2 separate regions of the Mus musculus genome follow, and region 2 is linked to region 1. The links are chromatin contacts, called in public HiChIP or PLAC-seq maps. All regions are on one chromosome and are shown on one strand. The core of a region is the stretch at or near the end of the contact, and the rest is flanking DNA. Distances in the headings are between cores, read along the strand shown. Region 1 overlaps Clhc1 (clathrin heavy chain linker domain containing 1). Region 2 overlaps Eml6 (echinoderm microtubule associated protein like 6).

Evidence for each region. HiChIP or PLAC-seq counts read pairs in DNA pulled down with a chosen protein or histone mark.
Region 2: an H3K4me3 HiChIP or PLAC-seq map of bone marrow-derived macrophages shows a contact between it and region 1, with 5 times the contacts expected there. The contact joins two enhancer-like sites. A contact is called at or near these places in 3 of 15 datasets of contacts at CTCF or cohesin (the G1E-ER4 cell line, the NIH/3T3 cell line and pro-B cells), 42 of 484 Hi-C or Micro-C datasets (the AML12 cell line, B cells, the Ba/F3 cell line and 25 more) and 7 of 115 datasets of contacts at active chromatin or transcription factors (the NIH/3T3 cell line, astrocytes, bone marrow-derived dendritic cells and 3 more).

Annotation. Positions count from the first base shown.
Region 1 is chr11:29,569,430-29,572,969 of GRCm38.p6, forward strand. It overlaps Clhc1 (clathrin heavy chain linker domain containing 1), which reads left to right. Exons shown (of 12, transcript NM_028504.1): 10 at 2,221-2,423. Among named protein-coding and RNA genes, the nearest start is that of Rps27a, 23 kb to the left of the region's middle. Within about 2 kb of position 1,757, at least 3 of the 459 cell types and tissues checked have an H3K27ac peak or open chromatin away from gene starts, as enhancers often do. A contact at or near this core is called in bone marrow-derived macrophages, where this site is marked.
Region 2 is chr11:29,877,820-29,881,359 of GRCm38.p6, forward strand. Eml6 (echinoderm microtubule associated protein like 6) reads right to left here. Exons shown (of 42, transcript NM_146016.2): 7 at 2,828-2,963. Among named protein-coding and RNA genes, the nearest start is that of Gm22588, 30 kb to the left of the region's middle. Within about 2 kb of position 2,017, at least 55 of the 459 cell types and tissues checked have an H3K27ac peak or open chromatin away from gene starts, as enhancers often do. A contact at or near this core is called in bone marrow-derived macrophages, where this site is marked.

The DNA of each region.
Region 1 (3,540 bases), core at 507-3,006:
AATAAGGTTGTTTCCCTCTGAGTTGTAATAGTTGTCGTCTGTGAGCTAGAGTTTCTCTGTGTGGCCTAGATCTAGTCCCTCTGCCTCAGTCCCTTACATGCTGGGATTATACGCTTGTGATACTACATTCGGCTAATGGTTTGTTATAAGTATTGTATTTTAGGATTTACTTCAGTTCTGTGTTGAAATTAATTAGAAAGTATCTAAGAAGGCCCAGTCACTGAGAGCTCAGACTAAAAGTCAATTAACTGAAGTTTACAAAATAAAATATGGCAAACTAGCAGCAGATGTAAGTTGAGTGACATGGACACAGAAGGATTGGTTGATAGCACACTTCTAGGGGGAGAAAAGGCAAGGAACCTGCTTCTGAACAGGCTGTGGCATGTGTGTTATAACCCAGGAGGTAATACGTACGGAGAAGGAACACCCCCCATGGTTATACTGAGGAACATTTAAGCCAGCTGGTCACTTCTTGAAGCCAGCTCTTCTACAGACTGGCAGATTTGTGCTAATATGTGTAGGGCTCACCAATCTAGAACCCAAACCTGAGAAGGGGTATGGGATGTGAGGGGAAGGTCACGTGGGCTTCCTAGTAATCTGAGTGCAGCCATACAGGGAAGGGCCAGAGCCAAGCAGGGAAATAGCAAAGTCTTAGCCACATTTCCCAGACAAACCATGTTTGGAACTGCTCCACCTTGAGGGAAGGGCCCTGCCTTTTTGTCTACCAGCTTGGTTGGTTTATAAAAAAAAGAAAAAAAATTAAACATTCTGATTTTGAGCCCCTCCACTTTAAACCCCAATAAACAGAGTTCATATTTACTGTATGTCCAATTCTGAGACATTTTGTAGAGGTATTAGAATTTAATTTTAATGTTAGCAGCATTTTGTTAGATGTATAGAAACACCACTATTATGTGAGCCCTGCTATTTTGCAGCCATTAATTTAAAATATAACTAAAGCACAATTACCATATAAGCATCAATTAGACATGATTATTCTGATCATGCTCAATTTTCCTTTGGCTTATGCTGAAAATTTCTGAGTAGCATTACTGCAGTAGTATAGATGGTTGATTCACTGTCGTTGAGTATAAACAAGTACATTTAAATATTGTACCAAATGAGGTGATTCAGTTAAACTGTTTGGAAAGAACTGATTCCTAAGTTTCTCCTAGTGGGTAGCTGTATACCCTCGATACACTTTGCTTCTTATTATCTATAACAGATTTAAACTAATAGGTGCTCTAACACTTAGAGCTGGGCACTGGCATGGAGGAAGCACACAGGAGAACTTCGTGAAAACAAAGTATATGATGATGAGATAAAACAGGAGGTTTTTTACACTGCTTTGTGTTCCAGCTGGTCAGATGTGCACAGCAGCCCAGGAGCTATCTTGGATCTGAGAATAGAACACACACACGCCAGTTATTATTAAAATGCCTTGGCTAACTTAATGACTGGTCATTCCTACATCTTCCCCTGCTACCCTAGATCCAGTTGAGGAAGTGACCAGTGGCCACTTAACCAAAATTTCACAATCCTGGTTGGCTTTTCTCCTCTGCTACTGTGTCCCCTTCTCGTCTCCCCCAGTCTGCTGATTCTCACTGTGTCCTACCTGTGCAACTCTCAGTGACCCACCCCATGCTCAGCCCTTGGCTACTGGCAACATTATTGATAGATCATAAACCAATCGAGGGCAAGGACCTTCAGTGTCAGCACACACAGATTTCTGACTAAATCAAAGCCTCAGAACCGCCCTCTACAGGGAAATGTGGTTTTCCTTTTAGTGCGAATACTTGCAGGGTCTAATTATGAGCCAAGATTGTTCCCACTAGCGTTTGCCAACGTCTGTTCCCACAACGTTTGTTATATTCTGCAGAATCTAGGCAGACTCTATGAGAACACTGAGATCCTCAGTTGCATGCGGACCTGGCTTACCTGGCAGTTTGAGATCTGTCAGTCTTGCAGGAGAGTGTCTTGCTTATAGACATTAAGACATTTGATCTCAATTTTCCCAAAATTATTTCCCTAAAGGAGAATTGGTTTTGGTTTGGCCAATCTCGGATGTGTTTAATTTCTACCACATTATCAATTGTTTATTGACTTACAATTTTATAGGTTATTTATAATCCACTTATAGTCTTGAATTTTCAGACATTTCAGTCTCAGCCACTCATCAGCAGTTCTCTGACATATGCTGTAATGATCTGCTTGTTTCAGGCTGACATTTTCTGAGAAGGCTGGCGATATTATATTTGCTTATGGAGAGCAGCACACATACCACAAGCCCAGATGTTTGGCGTTAGCTCAGATTATCTACAATGAGTGTGGGCTGCACAGGAAAGCTCTTCTTTGCCTGTGTAAACAGGGTCAGATTCATGAGGCTATGGAACATATACAACAGTCCAAGGACATTAACACTGGTAAGTAAAAAAGCCTAGTTACTAAATACACTTTAACTCTAACATCACTCATCGAAGCTGGCATTGTTTGAAACTTAGCTTATAAAATACTTTTATACACACTGATAGGAGATTTATTTTGTAAATTTCATGAAAATAAGACAGAGTTATTTGAATTTCATGATACATATTATGCATTTTCTCAAAGGAAACATTTAATATGTGGCTATTGCTAGAATCATGTAGCATTAAAGACAAATTTATTTCATATGATAGACCATACTACATAAAGAATTTTAAAAAATAACTAAATTTTTATATATACTAATATACATATAGTACATATATGTACTATAACAATTATAAATGAAGTATTAGTAATTCTCATTTCAGAATTTTGAATACCTACCTTGTAATGGGATGTTATTTGAGAGAACTGTAAACACTTGACTGGCCCTAGTTCAATGGCCTTATATAGGTGACTGATCCTAGTTCAATGGCCTGATACAGTTGACTAGCCCTAGTTCAAAGGCCTGATATCTTAACAAGAATCTCAACAGGGTGAGCTTATGGAACTGCTGGCCTAACAGCCCCATTCCACAGGCATAAGCCAATCTCCATTTTTAGGCTATTTGTTTAGTCTAAGAAGTTACAAAAAAACTAACAAATTAGTAAATATAAAAAATAAATAAATGAAGAAATTGTAAAACAGACCAAAACAGACATTTTAAGCCATATTTCTCAAGAAAAAGGATATTTGTGACTGTTGAATTTGATCATTTTCAAGTAGCGAATTGATGTTCACGTATGATGCATTTCTTAATGCTCTTAATGTCTTCATTCATTGATATCAACATCATACCTGACATTACTGTCAGGGCAGTAGCTAGCTGCTTATGTGCATTATTGGACGTAATCATTTTGTTGAGTCTGATGTAACTTTTGTTACAGTATCTTCTTTATAGACAGAAACTGTGTGTGTTTGTTTTCCCAGAGGATAAGGCACAAAGGGACGTTTGCCAGTAGTTATACAATAACAGAGAGCCTGGTACAATGGGAACACTCTACTAAAATTTGTTAAGTAAATTATGTATTGTATCATTAACTAAGGATACAGATTCAGTTTCTGTACTGGTTT
Region 2 (3,540 bases), core at 767-3,266, 310 kb after region 1:
AGGCTGTGTTTGTGTAAATAAACACAAGCAAGCTTCATGTGTCCTCTGGGATGGGTAAGAGAGAGTTAGAGACAACCCAAGCCAGGCACTGCAGCCAGCCTCCATAATTCCCAGGCAGGACCATGGAGCATAAGTAAATCTTATGCCCCAGTTCAGCTAATTTTTAATAAATAAAAAGGAAGAAACTGTGCCCTTCCCCAGCCTTGTGTGGGTGGGCTAAATCAGACCTTGTTTTCCCACAGTCAGCTAGCCCACCTAGGGTGGAGTCTTCAGACCTAGGTGAAGTCTATTGTCCTGCCAATTCTGCAGCTTCCTGCAAGAAGTCACTACCTGCTGAGAAGCTGAGCTTGTCTTCCAGAGAGATCCTGGCAAAGTGATGAGATTCTAGCCAAGTGGGGAATGGGTTCCCCCCTTTATACTCAGACTGAAGAATTAAAACATTAGGCCTTGATCAGAAACACTGTCTTGGTCGCATTCCTCTCCTGTCTGTCCTTCCCATATATCCCCAGCTTTCCTTTCAGGAACCCAGTTCTTCATGGCTGCTGGTGGATACAGACATTTAGTTAGTTATTTGTGTGTGTGTGTGCATATACATACATGCACATGCATAAATGCATATGTAGAATGCATATGAGGGTCAGATGTCAACTTACAGTAATCAGTTTTTTCTTCCTATCATGTGAGTTTCAGGGATTGAACTCAGGTCATCAGGATTGGCATCAAGTACTTTTTAAGGTTGAGCTATCTCACTGCTCCTGATTAATATCTTCAAACTTTAGACACAAAGTGAAAGACCAGGAAAAATTCAGACCCCCTAGCACCAAGAATGTAGGTTATCCAGTTCAGTGACCTTGTTCCAGGACCTGGCCGACCACAAAAGTTAGATTAAAGTCTTGAGAACAATCTTGAGAAGCAGGGAGTTTCCCCTTGTGATTTTTAGTACCCGCTTGTGATTCTTCACTCGTATTTTCCGCATTTTCCAATAATACCCTCCCTTCCCCCTTGGGTTGTGTTTCTTTCCTTTAAATATCCCCTTTCCCAGCTACTCAGGGTCGAACTCCTCTACCCCTGCGTGGGATACGAGTTGACCCCAGTGGGCTGGTTCCTGTCAATAAACCTTGTGCAATTGCAGCAAGGACGGTCTCTTGTGAGACCATCCTTCTTGGGGGGGTCGCGTCATCCTGAGACTTGAGTGAGGTTCTCCCCTCTTCGGGGGTCTTTCAAAAGTAGCAAGTATGGTGTTATAGAATTAGAACATGACCTTTAAAATGTTCTTGCTGAATGTTTAGAAAGTCTTTTTAATAAAATGGAAAATAAAATCAAAACCCCAGAAAAGAACCACAAAACATAGTTTCCATGCAAATGAGGTCAACAGTCATTGTCACCCAACAGCAAAAAGGGGGGGAGGGAATTCATGCATATCAAAAGTCCATCTGAAGATAAAGTCACTCCTATAGTTTTACATTCACATTGAGACCAAGGCAATCCTGATACTGTTTTGCCTGAATCTGTTCCTCTCAAATGTGCTTTACTTCCATGTTTGAAGCAGGGAGTAGGCAGAGCAGAAGGTTAAGATCTCTCTGCGTGTGGGACAGTGTGTAAGGATCTGCTGTCCCCTCTGTCTCCTCCTGTCTGTTCTGCTCCTCCACACCCTCCTTCTAGCCTTGCTTACCCTCACTCTGCAAACACTCAAGAGGGTGGGTGTCTGGAGTTATTTGGTTGAAAGATTTTGCTTTTTTTAAAATGTGACTCTTAGAAAACTAACTTGCTTCTACATATTTATATATTCTTCTGAATAAAGCTGCTTAAAACCACATGATATTATAGAGAATTTAAGGACCTTGACTTTGTCCTAATTGACAGAGTAAAGTAGGAACCAAATTCTACAACTTTCTAAGAAGCCCGGTGTTAGGTATCCACAACTCCCTAAGATAGAATCAGTGCAGTCTCCAGAAGAGCTGTGAGGCATTTTTTATAGTGAATGGCAGAAGGAAGGATGTAGCCTGTGGTGTGACATGAGTCACTATGTGAATGGCAGAAGGAAGAAGGTAGCTTGTGGTATAAGATGAATCACAACATCCAGCTCATTGCTCTGTTGCTAAATTTAAAAATAAAATTTGATTGGAAACAACACTGCTTAGGGAAGATAGCCTGAGGACATACGGTACATGTTTTCTTCTCTCTGCTCTCTGATGTCTACCCTAGCCACTTCAGTGCTACAAGTGGACACAGGTTTATTTTCAGAGGCTACACACTGTCACATTTATTGACTGTCTTGTCCAGAAATTCTTCATTTCATCACTGAAAATAATCCCATATTCTGGGAAACCGTTCAGCTTTTTCACTGTAATGTTATCATCTGTCTTTGCTACAGGATCACTGTAGCTTTATGCCAAGCAGGGGAAAAGCTATCTACTCATTTTCAACATACTTTGGAGCTTGTATTCAATATTTTTATGTAAACCCTTAAAGTCTTCATAGAACAAAGCAAATACTGTCAGGTAGAATATAAAATTTACATAATTAATTCTTTAAAAAACTTTCACTTTATAAGTGATATGTCTCATGCATGTGTGTGTACTATGTGTATACCTAATATACACAGAAGCAAGAAGGAGACACAAGGTCCCTGGAACTGGAATTACAGGCACTCATGAGGCGCCCTGTGGGTGGTGTGAACTGTATCCAGATCTTCTGTGAATGCTCCTAATAGCTGAGCTGTCTCTCTAGCCCTTATATTTACTTCTTTCTCTTAAACAGAAACACACAACTTGACATTGTACATAACCTTCTTAGAGCACATGGTAAGTACTAACACACATTTTACCTTTATATCCTTGTTCCGTCTCCCTGAGATCAATTTTGGTTATTGGTTTGAAATCAGTGTCCCATAATCGTATGCAACCATCTCGCCCACCAGTAGCAAAGCCTTCTTCACAAGCATACAGGCTGAAGATCCCAGCCTGTCAATTATAAGAGGTAGAATTCAATCCCACAGTCACAAATGTCATTGTTGCTGAATCTCCATGATTAAAAATAACAGAGCAAAACTAATTAAAGCAAATGCTGTTTTCTGTTGAAATCTGACAGCAGATCAACATACTTCATCTCAGCTGGATTGCAGTAATTACAGCCACCACCAGGAAGCAAAGCAATTCCAACACATCTAATTTGATAACATTGTTACCGCTACCACCCAAAATGTTAGTTATGAGTGCCTTAGTAAAAGCAGATACAGAATCACATTTCTATATGACAACTGAGTCTTCTGAAACAAAGACATTACAAAGGTGGCACACTTAAGTCATAAATTAACGAAGTAGAGACACAGACTAGGGGCATGGTGCCATACCATTTACAAGTATAGGGGTATCTGAGGCAGATCTCAGCTTTTCAGGATGGTGTCACTTTTGACAAACCAAAAACTACAAATAGCATCATGTCAGCATTGTGTACTATTGCATGACTCCCTTTTCATATTTAAAATACCTTGACCCTTATTTTACTTGATTTTTTAAAAGCTGTTATGTCACATTATGC